Linked DNA regions of Sus scrofa: all the other regions are linked to region 2. The links are chromatin contacts, called in public Hi-C and targeted proximity ligation maps. All regions are on one chromosome and are shown on one strand. The core of a region is the stretch at or near the end of the contact, and the rest is flanking DNA. Distances in the headings are between cores, read along the strand shown.

Region 1 (2,993 bases), core at 295-2,794, 130 kb before region 2:
CCTCAATATATAAGTGAAAGAGCAAACTGCAGAACAGTACTTGGATTCCAGGATACATAGTATATGTGTATACATATATGTATGTAGTATGCAATAGATATATATGCTTGAGCATTGCATAGAATGTTTTTAGGAAGGATACATAAGCTGGTAATAGCGGTTGTCTCAAGGAAGGACCCAGGTTGCAGAGGAGAAGGGGTGATAATCCTTTGGTACCTTACGAATATTATACCATGTGCATTTATTTTTAGTCAAATAATTTTAGGATTAGGCTAAAAAAAAAAACCCAAATCAAAAAGTGCATTCAGTGGAGTTCCCGTCGTGGCGCAGTGGTTAACGAATCCGACTAGGAACCATGAGGTTGTGGGTTCGATCCCTGCCCTTGCTCAGTGGGTTAACGATCCGGCGTTGCTGTGAGCTGTGGTGTAGGTTGCAGACGTGGCTCGGATCCCGCGTTGGTGTGGCTCTGGCGTAGGCCAGTGGCTACAGCTCCGATTCAACCCCTAGCCTGGGAACCTCCATATGCCGCGGGAGCGGCCCAAGAAGTAGCAACAATAACAACAACAACAACAACAAAAAGGCAAAAGACAAAAAAAAAAAAAAAAAGTGCATTCAGGAGTTCCCATCGTGGCGCAGTGGTTAACGAATCTGACTAGGAACCATGAGGTTGCGGGTTCGATCCCTGCCCCTGCTCAGTGGGTTAACAATCCGACTGTGAGCTGTGGTGTAGGTTGCAGACTCAGCTTGGATCCTGCGCTGCTGTGGCTCTGGCATAGGCCGGCAGCTACAGCTCTGATTTGACCCCTAGCCTGGGAACCTCCCATATGCCGCTGGAGTGGCCCAAGAAATGGCAAAAAGACAAAAAAAAAAAAAAGCATTTGTTTAGCCAGACATCAACTCCCTTTGAAAAATACTGCTTTCATTTTCTATTTTCTGAAGTTTCTTTTCTCAACCATAAAATTGTGAGCTCTTCCAGACAAGAATGTGCATACCTGGAAACTCAGTAAATAGTAATAATTGACAAAAAGTTCCCTCTGAGGTGTGCTATCCCCTGCCCCCACCGCCCCACATTCCTTCAAATTTCCTCTGTGCCTTCCCTGCCTCAGAGTCGTTTTGCAGATTCCATTTGAATCTTGAATCCAGACAACATGCCCACTTACAGCTTAGTTTAGTGGGACAGTTGGGTAGGAGAGGTTGGGAATATTTGGGAATATGTCTGCCAATCTAGGCCAGGATGACTTGCTTGCCAGCTCAGTTGGGGATGATGAACAATGCTTAACTTTTTTTTTTTTTTCCCTTTTTTGCCACACGGTCAGTGTGCGGAAATTCCTGGGCCAGGGATCGAACCTACGCCGCACAGCAGCAACCAGAGCCACAGCAGTGAGAACATAGGATTCTCAACGCGCTAGGCCATCAGAGAACTCTCCGCTTAACCTTTCTGATTCTATTCTCACGCAAGCCTAAATCTGAGTTAAGGGAGGCGGTCTCTTTAAGAACTGCTGTGATGGCCCCGCCCTTTAAAGAGATCAGCTGAATCTCTGAGTCATATGACCCAGCGTCTCTTCCGCCCTCTGAAGTTAGAACTGCATGGGTAGCTGTGAGGAGCCCTGCCGGGGTTGGGGGCACTATGTCCCCAGCCCCGTGCTCCTCCTGAGTCTACTTCTGACAGCAGCTCCTTTTGGCCTGCTGGGGGAGGAAACCCGCCAGGTGAGGGACTAGAGCAATCCTGTTTCAGGATGTGCTGCCTTGAAGGGTGGTTGGAATCTAGGATAACCGAGAGGTGGGGGTGGAGGGTGCTTGCATTGAGAAGAGTTTCTTCAACCCTGGGGGTGGGGACAGCCATGGATCATGGGACAGAATTGAGAAGTAGGATGTATGAGGGCTTCCTGTCTTCCCGGGAAATCTGAACTCTGACTTAGCCCTGAGTAAGCCAGATCCAGGCAAGTATTGGATTTTTTTTTTTTTTTTCTTCTCTCAGCCCTGTGTCCTTATCTCTCCACTAGAGTCAAGGCCGTTTTCTCTACCCACCTCTCCTTACAGCAGGAATCTCTTAGCTCCCACAAGCATTGCTCTTGCCTAGGCCCCAAGGTCCCACCGTTTCCCCATCATTTCCCAAGCCCCCTTCCCTGTCCCCAAACATCTGCCCTGTGTCTCTCCCTGATCCTGTTCCCTTGACCCTCCCACTACTCCATGTTCTAGGTGTCTCTGGAGGTCATCTCTGACGGGCTGGACCCTCCCCAGAACCTGCTTCATATCCATGCAGTGGGTACCAACTCCACACTGCACTATGTGTGGAGCAGCCTAGGGCCCCCAGCAGTGCTACTAGTGGCCACCAATACCCCCCACAGCACCCTGCGTGTGAACTGGAGCCTCCTGATCTCCTCTGACCCTGAAGGGAGCTTGATGGTGCTCCCCAAAGACAGCATCCAATTTTCTTCTGCCGTTGTCTTTACCAGGGTGAGGAGGTTGGGGGAAACCGAAGGGAATCAGTACAGAGGAGAGACTTCATTTGAGTTAGAGAAACTGAAGACTGGGGGTAGATGAAATAGAGGTATGAGAGCCGGGGGTGGGGGGCAGTGACTTGGGGGGTGGTGACTCAGGAGAAACCTGGACTCTGGCAAGCCCAGTCCCTCCTCACCCCCACCCGCCAGCTGTTTGAATTTGACAGCACCAACACATCCGATGCAGTGACAAAGCCTCCAAGAAAATCGTATCCTCCGTATTCCTTGGCTGAGTTCTCTTGGAACAACATCACTGATTCATTGGATCCTGCCACCCTGAGTGCCACATTTCGAGGCCACCCCATTCACGACCCTACCGGGGCTTTTGCCAATGGCAGCTTGGCCCTCAGGGTAAGGGTATGGGGAATCAGAACTCAAAAGGCTGGTTGATAAGGGTGGGAGTTGATGAGGGTCGCCTTCAAACACAGGTATCTGCCTGCTTCCCACGCCTCCCATGCCTCTTCCATCCTAGGTGCAGGCATTCTCCAAATC
Region 2 (2,770 bases), core at 154-2,653:
TGTCTGGGGCAGGGCAAGAAGGACATGGGCTGAAAGCAGAAGTGGACTCTGAGCAGAACTGCTATCACATTCCCACCACTTCCTGACACGCCATCCTCTGTGCCCTCAGCTCCGAGGCCTTGGGGACTAGTGTGCCTACTTCAGGCTCTTCTCCCTCAGGACTGGGACCCATGGCAGGAGGGGAAGGGCTGACTTGCAATCAGGTGGCAGGGACACTGAACTAGGACTGTAACAGGAAGTTGGACTGCAGAAAGCCTTTACACCTGGGGTGGGGGGGGTCCTTGGGTCCCTGCCCCGAGTCCCTTCCCCTTTAGGGGAACTGGGCCCAGTCCTGCCACAGAGTGGCAGAACTAGAACAGGCTACATTTGCAAAATAAACCAGGGGAGTAGAGTAGAGGAGTCTACAGGCCCCCGGGCTCCACTTCATTCCAGGTTACCCAGCTGGGCTTTTGGGAGCCTCTCCTGGCTCTGATATGTGGAAATCAAAATATCCAGGAAAGAAGTTCCCGTTGTGGCACAGCAGAAACGAATCCAGAAACACGGTTTCAATCCCTGGCCTCGCTCAGTGGGTTAAGGATCCTGTGTTGCCATGAGCTGTGGGGTAGGTCGTGGATGCGGCTCAGATCCCGTGTTGCTGTGGCTGTGGTGTAGGCCAGCAGCTGCAGCTCCGATGATTTGACACCTAGTGTGGGAACTTCCATATGTCTCGGGTGCAGTCCTAAAAACAAACAAACAAACAAAAAGCAAAAACTTCCAGTAAAGAGCTAAGTTGTCTTGTTGAGGGGGGCAGGGACTTAGACCCGGGTGCTGGCCAAGGCTGTAGTTACAAAGTTGCTGGGGTGAGCTGGACACCCAAGTTCCCATGTCTAGTTGTCTGGGGTAGAGAAGGACAGAGAACCTTTCTGCAGCCTAACCTCTATTTCTCCTGCCATGACCCACACAACTCCATTTCCTCTGGTTTGCTCAGCCTCAGTTTCCCCATCTGTGGAAGACAAGGGGTCAGGATCCTATGTCTTTAATTTCAGGAGACGCAGGGGGGTGGTTGAATGGAGGTTAGCAAATGAAGGTCCCAGAAAAATACGAAGGGGGAGTGGAGGGTGAGGAGACCCAGGCATCCTGCCCTCTAGTCACTGTCCCCCAAGATCCTTAGGGCTGCCCTACCCGCTAGTCTGAGGCCCAAGCATCCTCCCAGAGGGCTCCCTACGTTATCCACTGGAGTTGGCACACAGATAGTTCATGTCCACAGCGCTAGGAAACTGGCCTCCCGCCTCCCCTCCACCCCACCCTGGGGACCGAGGTCCCCCTTCCCCACCCCTTTCAAGCCTTACCCCCAGCCCAGCAGTGGAGACCCTAACCCAGGCGTCCAAGGCTTCCAGCAGAGTCTGTACCGGGCAAGGGGCGGAGCAGAGGCGGGCAGGGCAGGGGGAGGGGGTGGGGGCCCTGCCAGCCCCCTCTGGTGCCCCAGTTCCCAGGCAGCTCTTAAAGGGACCAAGGAGAATTAGCCAGGGGCGGCTTAAGGGGGTAGAGGTAGAGAAAAGTGGGTGGCAGGGAGAGGATTAAGTCTGCCAGGGACAGGAAGGCCAGAGTGGGGGGTCCTGACACATCCTCTAGTCTTCTGGAAACCTCTAGACTCCTCAGTCTAGCCTGTCCCATGCGACACCCATCTTGACCACCCAGCCTATGATTACCACCCCCTCGAATCCTGGCCCCTATTCCTCTTGGGCCCTTGCCCACTTCCTCCCCTCCTCCGCCATATTCGTGTCACCTCAGTCTCCGGTGAGAGCTGCCAGCTGGCACTGACTGGTACTAAGCACGGAGAATCAGCCCAAGGATTGTAAGGGCCTGAGGCCCCGGGGGGGTGGGGGGGGAGCCAGCACCTCAAGGTCAATCTAGGGGGTGGAGGGTGGGGGCAGGTGGCACCTTCCTCTCCCAGCGGCCTCTCCATGTCTTCATCTGCTGCCCCTCTGGGTAGGAGCACTGAGACACCCGGGAGGCTGAGTGACAAAGGGTCCCTGCTCAGCCCCTCCCTCTCCCATCCCTGAGAGGCTATAGAAAAGGAAAATGACTTATCCAGTTACTTCTGGCCATGGAGGGGCAGGGGCAGCTGAGAGATATACACATATAAGGAGAGGGAAAAAGAAGTGGAAATGAAAGATAGCCGTGAGCAAGCGTGAAACCTCAGTTCTCATATCACTCAGCCTCAGACCAAAAATCCCCCCTGGCTCCCTCATGCCCATGGAATTTTTTTTTTTTTTGCCTTTTGTCTTTTTAGGGCCAAACCCACAGCATATGGAGGTTCCCAGGCTAGAAGTCCAATCGGAGCTGTAGCAACTGGCCTATACCACAGCTCATGGCAACACTGGATCTTTAACCCACTGAGCGAGGCCAGGGATCGAACCCACAATCCTCATGGATACTAGTTGGATTTGTTACCACTAAGCCACAGTGGGAACTCCCTATTTTATTAAATTTAGTCAGAGAAGGCTTTACTGGCTGGTGACATTTGAATAGAGACCTGAAACAAGCAGATATGTGATAGGAAACGTGGTCCAGGCAGAGGAAAACATTAGTGTAAATGTCCTGAGGCAGGTGTGTGCTTGGTGTGTTCTAGGAATTACCTGGGCAGTCACTGCAGCTTGAGTGGAGTGAGCATGAGGGAGAAGAGTGAGAAACCAGGTGGGGGTCATCTTGCCTGGCTTTGCATGCCGTTTTGAGGACTTTGGCTTTTGTACTGAGTGCTTTGGGAAAGTTCTTGAGCAGAGGAATGACC
Region 3 (3,098 bases), core at 292-2,791, 190 kb after region 2:
CATTTGAGGTGAGGGAGGTGGGATGGAGAGGATAGAGCCAATTAGCCTAGGACCCTTAGGGAAAATTTCCTAGAAAAGTTCACAGGAGGCAGACACGGGACAAAGAATCCTTTAGGCCACACTGACCTGGAGGTGGAACCAGGATGAAAGGTGCACACACTTTGTGGATGCTCCAGAGGTTTATTCTCAGATCCTCTTCATTCCCATCTCCACGTGGAGACTTCTGGTTCTTCCTACCCAGCCCTGATCTGGGCCCCGGCCTCCCCCATTCTCCCACTGCCAGACTTGGGGATCAAAGATCAGACTCTCCCTGAGAGCGTTACATTACAGCAGAGAAGCCAGCTTTTCTCTCCCTGGGATGCGTGGATCCTGCACCTGACCTGGCAGACCCCCAGAAAGAGGGGGATTAGCTTGCTCCCTTCACCCAGCTGTCCCTTTGTCCCGGTTGGTGGGCATGGCAGAAGGGCCACCATCCCTAGGGGTGATCTCCTCCCACCGCCTGCCCACTTCCTTTAGGGCCACCTGTTCCACCCAGCCCCGGCCCTGCGGCCACAGCCTTGCTCTCAGGTCCCTGAAGGTGACTTCCAGGGCCCGCCGGGGCTCCCGCCTTAGGAGGCAGTACAGCACAGGGTTGAGGCAGCTGTTGCTGTGTGCCAGGCAGGTGGTGACAGGGAAGACATAGGTATGGATGGTGTAGAAAGTGCTGTCCCAGGGCACCAAGTCAAACTTCACCAGGACACCCCAGAAAGTGACCACATGGTTGGGGAACCAGCAGAGGAAGAAGGAAGCCAGAAGGATGCGGATGGAGCGGGCCACAACCCTGTTGTCCTGCCGTCGCTGTCGCCGCCGTCGCAGGAAGGCCAGCAGCAGCAGGTAGCTGGTGGTGATGATGCCCAGTGGCACCATAAAGGCCAGGACCACCCTCTGCAGCTGGTAGGCCCCCAGCCAATACCTGCTGGGAAAGCGCAGCAGACACAACCGCACGCCACACAACTCGCCCTCAGCCCCAAAGACAGCCGTGGGCACCGTCACCAGGGCAGCTGCTACCCACACTGCCAGGGTGGCCACACGGGCCCAGAAGAGCGAGAGGTGGGTACCTGGTCCCCCAGCCATGGCCACCACCCAGTATCGGGCAACACTCAGCGCCGTGATGAGGAAGATGCTGGCATAGATGTTGAGGACGGTGGCTGTCAGGATCATCTTGCAGAGGGCACCTCCGAAGGGCCAGTGGAAGTCCAGCGCCGACTCAGCTGCCCAGAAGGGAAGAGTGAGTGCCAGCCCCAGGTCTGCCAGAGCCAGATTGAAGACAAAAGTGTCAGAAGGTGGGCAAGGGGCTCTCCGAGCGCAGTTACCCAGCACCCACAGCACAGCCAAATTTCCCAGTAAGCCGACGGCCCCCACAAGCCCATAGGCCAGGGCAACCATGACCCTCAGGGCTAGGAATCCAACAGGCATCGTTGCATCATCAGCACTCAGCACGCTGCCTCCAGACGCATTGACCCAGAAAGCGGGCAGGGGGGCAGAGGTATTGGGTGTGGGCATCGCAGGGCATCAGATGTCAGTGGTGCAGGGCAGAGGGGCCAGCGAGTGTCTGCCAGGCTGGTAGGGGCCGCCTAGGGCGCTCTGCAGGTTGCTGTAGATCTGAGCGCTTCTCTGCTTCTCTGGGGCCTCTGGCTGCCTGGAGGCCCAGCCCACGGTCATACCTCATAGGGCGGGTCCTGGAGGGACAACCTGCCTCTTCTCTGTTGGTCTTGGGGTGGGTGGGGCAGGGTGAGGGAGGACCAGAACCCTGGGATAAGTGCGTGCGTGCGTGCGTGCCTGCGTGCGTGCGTGTGTCTCCATGCAGAAGAGAGGGAATGGGGAAGGGGAAATTATCCCACTATGAAGGGCAGCCCCAAGCCTCCACCCAGGGAGGGGACCAGAGATACCCCATCTGAGGGATGGCAGGAACCAAACTATAACCCCCTCTATTCCTAACTGTTCAGGGGCCCCCTTCTCTGCAGAAAGTGCTCCCTGGGCACCTGGGGAGGTGGGCTGGGAGGGGGCGTAGGGGCAGGCAAGGCTCTGGAGTCCCAATTCTACTACCACTCTGTGACTTTAGTGAATTTCTTCCCTCCTCTGAACCTCAGTTTCCTTACTTAAATTTTTCAAATTAAAATCTCTCTTCACGGGATTAGTGTGATAAAATGAGATGACACATATGAAAGGGCACTTTGTGCCTTGCTATTTGCACAAATGGTTATTATTTCAAAGGAAAAGTTGGGGGCCTTTGTGGCAGAAGGGAGCAAGGTACTAAGCAGTTATTAACACCATGGCCAGGGAACAGCGCCAACGAAAACACAGGTTGGAATTCGTTGCAGCAGCAAGTGACCTTGAGGCTAAAAGCAGGGAAGAAAAGGGGAGAGGAAGTCACAGCTTCCTGTTCCCTCCCCACTGGGAATGCAGCCTATGAGGACCTGAGTGGCCCTGGGGCATGCCCTTGGTTCTCTTCCTGCTAAGAAGTCCTGCTAGCCTCGATCACTAACGCCCACAGCCATTTCACACTTTCCTGCTCTAATCTGAGGTCAATGGTGCCTCCATTCTCTCCTCCAACCCCCAAACCGCGTTTCAGAGCTGCGGATGCTGAGATACACCTTCACCACACCCCATCCTGTCTCCTCATGATCTCAGTCCTAATTGGAAAAAATGCCTCAATGGGTCCTTCCCTTTTGTGCCCATAGCCCTAACCGTTGCAGAATTTGCTGTGATGAGAGAAAGGAGAGGAGATGGGGGTGTGGAGGGCAGGGTGCAGATAAAGGAATAATGCTTTTTCAAGGATTCCAAAATATTCAACACCTTCCTGCCCTGTGCCAACCCATTAAGATGTTTGATGTTCAGTTCCCTTGAATGCTGGGGGAGGAGAGGAGCCCTGTCAGGATAATCAACAGCTGGTCTGAGGAACCCTATAGGAGAAGCCCAGAGGTGAAAGAGATCCAGACTGCGTGCCAGGATGTTTGGGTCCTTCAGCAAGGGATACGTGTGAAGTGGTTAGCAGAAGGGGAGTGCCCAGCCCAAGTTCAGGTGAGCCCCAGGGGTCACCTGCTGGCCTCAGGGAGTGC
Region 4 (3,205 bases), core at 243-2,742, 250 kb before region 2:
CCCATTCCTCACACCGAGGATATGGGGTGGGGGGTGGAGGGAACCAGGGTAGGTATTTATTCAGGTGTTCTGGGAGTGAAATGGCCACTGAGTCCAGGATACTGAAATCAGCTGGGGCTTATGGGTCAGCTCTGAACTCAGCCAGCTTTTTGGTGGTTGGGATCTCGGAATCGGCTCTGCACCTTGATCGAAGGACTTCAGCTTGCTGGGTCTGTCTCTTAGGCACCTTCTCCCTGCCCTAAGATGTTAGAGCTTCCCTAGTGCCTCACAGTCTCTATGTCTCCTTTCTTTGCTTCTGAGAGCCACAGACAGTTCTGCAGGGTTTACATGTTTCTAACTCTCTAGAGCCTATTGCAGGCTACTGAGTTGTGGCCTTTCCATCTGCTACTGGAAACCCATGGTCTAAATGCAGAATTTGGCAGCTTTGGCAAAAGTGCTTGAGGGAAAGAGGTGTCAGGGCCTCTGGCCAAACTCCTTGAGCTGCCTGCTGCCCTTCCACCACCTTTTCTCTCTCTCTTTTCCATTATGTATCTCTCTGTTTCCTTCTCTCCAGCATCTCTTCCTCTCTTATCCACCCCTATCTTGGCCTCCTCTTTTCTTCTCTGTCTCTCACATCGTCCTTCTCCTCCACTTGCCAGGCTCCCCTTACCCTTACATCCTAGCTTCTCCCGGTTATTAATTACTCAGCCCCCAGTCCCCGCACCACAGTCAGGACTTCCCGCCTGGGGCTGGAGCCCTGAGCCGCTGCAGGGAGCGGCGCGGCCGCAGATCCCCAGTCCCCCACTCTCACCCAGCTAGGGTTTTCCCGACGACGCTCTGCTGAGCACCGCGAGGGTCTACAAGGGCCTTCGGCCAAGAATACGAACCTTAGGGACAACTGACCCTGCCAGGCGGGGGATCTGAGGATCATTTTTTGTTTTATTTTCCCCGGCGATGGGTTCAGCAGCAGAGGTGAGGGGCAGCGGAGGTATGGGGTCCTCAGTGCCGCCGCTGTTGGACTTGGGGAGTGGGGACTAACAGACCCTCCAGCGGAGTTTTTCGCCCGACCCGGGTCCCAGGAGCTGGCGGGGAGCAGAGGAGGCCCCGCGGGCTGGGCTTCGGCCCGGCCGCAGCTGCCGGGATCCCCGAAGCTCTCAAACGCCGCGTCGCCCCGTCTAGGCCCCCTTTCGCCTCGGGCGCCTTGGAGCCTTTTCTTTTCCATTTTGTTTCCTTGCCTTTTCCGTAATTTAGTTTAACATTTTAAATGCCTTTGGTGTGTTTCCTTTTTATTTCATTTAGTGTTATTTTATCGCTTTTGTTTTAACGTTTTATTTCTTTTCAAGTGGGTTTTGTTTTTCCTTTTTCTCTGTTTCCGATTCTCTATTTTCTTCTGCTCACTTCTCGCCTCCCTCGGCTCTTCTCGTGCTTTCATTTCCTCTCCTGGGCGCCCGCGGCAGTGCGACCCCAGCGTCCGGCGGCTTCCGTGGTCGTCCCGCCTTGGGGAGGAAGCGAGGGTGCTCCCACGCCTTGCCCTTCCCACCCGGAGCCCCCTTGGCGCCGTCCGGCGAGCCCGAGCCCCGCATCGCTGCGGAGCCTGGACTTTGTCGGAAGCGGGAGCCGAAGCCGCTGCTGCCCGCGAAAGCGGCGGTAAGAGGCAGGGGCGCCGGCGGGGGCTGCACGGGCGTGCTCCGGCCTGGCTTTGACCGGGCCCAGGGACAGAGGCACAGACCCGCAGTTCACGCGTAGAGGCCACAGATCCACACACACTGGGATTCGGGGGCCCGCAGACCAACGTCCACGAACTACACAGACACGGAGCCTCACAGCCGACTCAAGGGCGCGCGCGTTCACAGCACTCACCTACAAACACAGCGAGATCAACAAATGTCACACTTACAGCCCCAAACCACACACACACACACACACACACACACACACACACACACACACAAAGCGCGGAGATGCGGGAAGACACACATACTGCAGCTCCGAGGGATTTCAATGCTAACTCAAAGCAATGGTGACCCTGGGGAGAGCATAGGCTGTGGGAAAGGAACCTGCCTGGTCTCATCAGCAGGCACAGCAGTAGCCGTGTCCACAGCCACCCAGTGTTCAGTGCCTCTGCCTAGATTCAGGTTGTGGGGCTCCAGAGGTGAGGAATATTGCCTGCTTGTTTAGCTGAGAGATCCAGCCCCAACCCAAGAGCCTGAGCCCCAGAAATGAGCATCAGACCTAAAGAACCCTCTGTGAAGCAGACAGAAGCGGGCACTGCACCAAGAAAATGGCACCATGTTAGAGTATAAAGCAGGCATGGGATATGTGTGCCAGTATGTATTCTGTGCCACATGTATCACACACAGTGCCAGTGTTTGGCCAGGTGCCCACATGGAGACCATTATTTTTGTGAAAATGAGCAGAGGAGATGTATATGGTTCTAAGAATAAAAGTAACATATGTATACAAATATAGGTACCAATACACACTTAAGGAGATGTCAAGTAGAAAATCTCACCAGCTCATAGGTTTTGTTATCAAGCTGGCGTGCTAGCCTGAGCCTCTGTGGCAAGGTCTGTCTCCTTTCCAGGGCAGCCGCGATTGTTTGGTGCCATGGGAACTCTATGGGGAAAGACTGGTTTGTGGGAGAAACAGGCGTATCTGATATATTATCAAGCCATAAAAAGGGGAGTTTTGGCAGCTTTAGCAGGGGGGTGGGGGGAAATTTTGGGGTAAAAGACTATCTGAATTGCACCGCAGAAGTCCTAGTTTTGGAAGATGCCCTGGGCCATAGCAGCACCAGTGGTGGCCAGACATGCTGGATGATAGTGGAGCCTGACTGCAGGCAGGTGTCGGTACATATAGACGGTGCCAGGTAAAAACATAAACGTGTTCATGCCATACGCAAACCCACTCCATGCACAGACAGCTCCTGACAACCCCACAGGGCAATGTGTGGTTTACAGATGTCCAATTGGATTGCTAGGGAGATTAATTTTGTAGGAGAGAAGATAAGATATTTATGTGCACACACAGAGCTCCATAGGTTTGGAGTTCAGTGACATTACAGGAAATCCACAGCAGCAGGAAAGTGCCTAGCTCAAAATAGAAACACCAAGAGGGCGAATCCCCATCGAGGAATGCCAGGCTGCATGGAGATGGGTGTCTAAGGGGCGGCCCAGGGAGGGTTCGATCCATTGTCCGATAGACTCCAGATGCACGCAGAGGGATG

The links. A called contact is a pair of places that touch in the nucleus more often than the background predicts.
Region 1: a contact with region 2 is called in a targeted proximity ligation map of alveolar macrophages. A contact is called at or near these places in 2 of 5 promoter capture datasets (fetal liver and liver), 2 of 47 Hi-C or Micro-C datasets (embryonic fibroblasts and skeletal muscle) and 1 of 2 datasets of targeted methods (alveolar macrophages).
Region 3: a targeted proximity ligation map of alveolar macrophages shows a contact between it and region 2. A contact is called at or near these places in 4 of 47 Hi-C or Micro-C datasets (embryonic fibroblasts, liver, retroperitoneal adipose tissue and 1 more) and 2 of 2 datasets of targeted methods (alveolar macrophages and skeletal muscle).
Region 4: a contact with region 2 is called in a Hi-C map of retroperitoneal adipose tissue, with 2.2 times the contacts expected there. A contact is called at or near these places in 1 of 5 promoter capture datasets (fetal liver), 14 of 47 Hi-C or Micro-C datasets (alveolar macrophages, embryonic fibroblasts, fetal heart ventricle and 11 more) and 1 of 2 datasets of targeted methods (alveolar macrophages).

The regions. Positions count from the first base shown.
Region 1 is chr4:93,757,395-93,760,387 of Sscrofa11.1, forward strand. It overlaps GLMP (glycosylated lysosomal membrane protein), which reads left to right and starts at 1,545. Exons shown (of 5, transcript XM_005663295.3): 1 at 1,545-1,707; 2 at 2,652-2,852; 3 at 2,974-2,993. The coding sequence starts at 1,588.
Region 2 is chr4:93,891,592-93,894,361 of Sscrofa11.1, forward strand. SEMA4A (semaphorin-4A) reads right to left here and starts at 1,404. Exons shown (of 15, transcript XM_021089686.1): 1 at 1,329-1,404.
Region 3 is chr4:94,083,554-94,086,651 of Sscrofa11.1, forward strand. It overlaps RXFP4 (relaxin/insulin like family peptide receptor 4), which reads right to left and starts at 1,542. Exons shown (of 1, transcript NM_001005844.1): 1 at 421-1,542. The coding sequence starts at 1,542. The coding sequence ends at 421.
Region 4 is chr4:93,643,994-93,647,198 of Sscrofa11.1, forward strand. No RefSeq gene overlaps it. Among named protein-coding and RNA genes, the nearest start is that of MIR9-1, 15 kb to the right of the region's middle.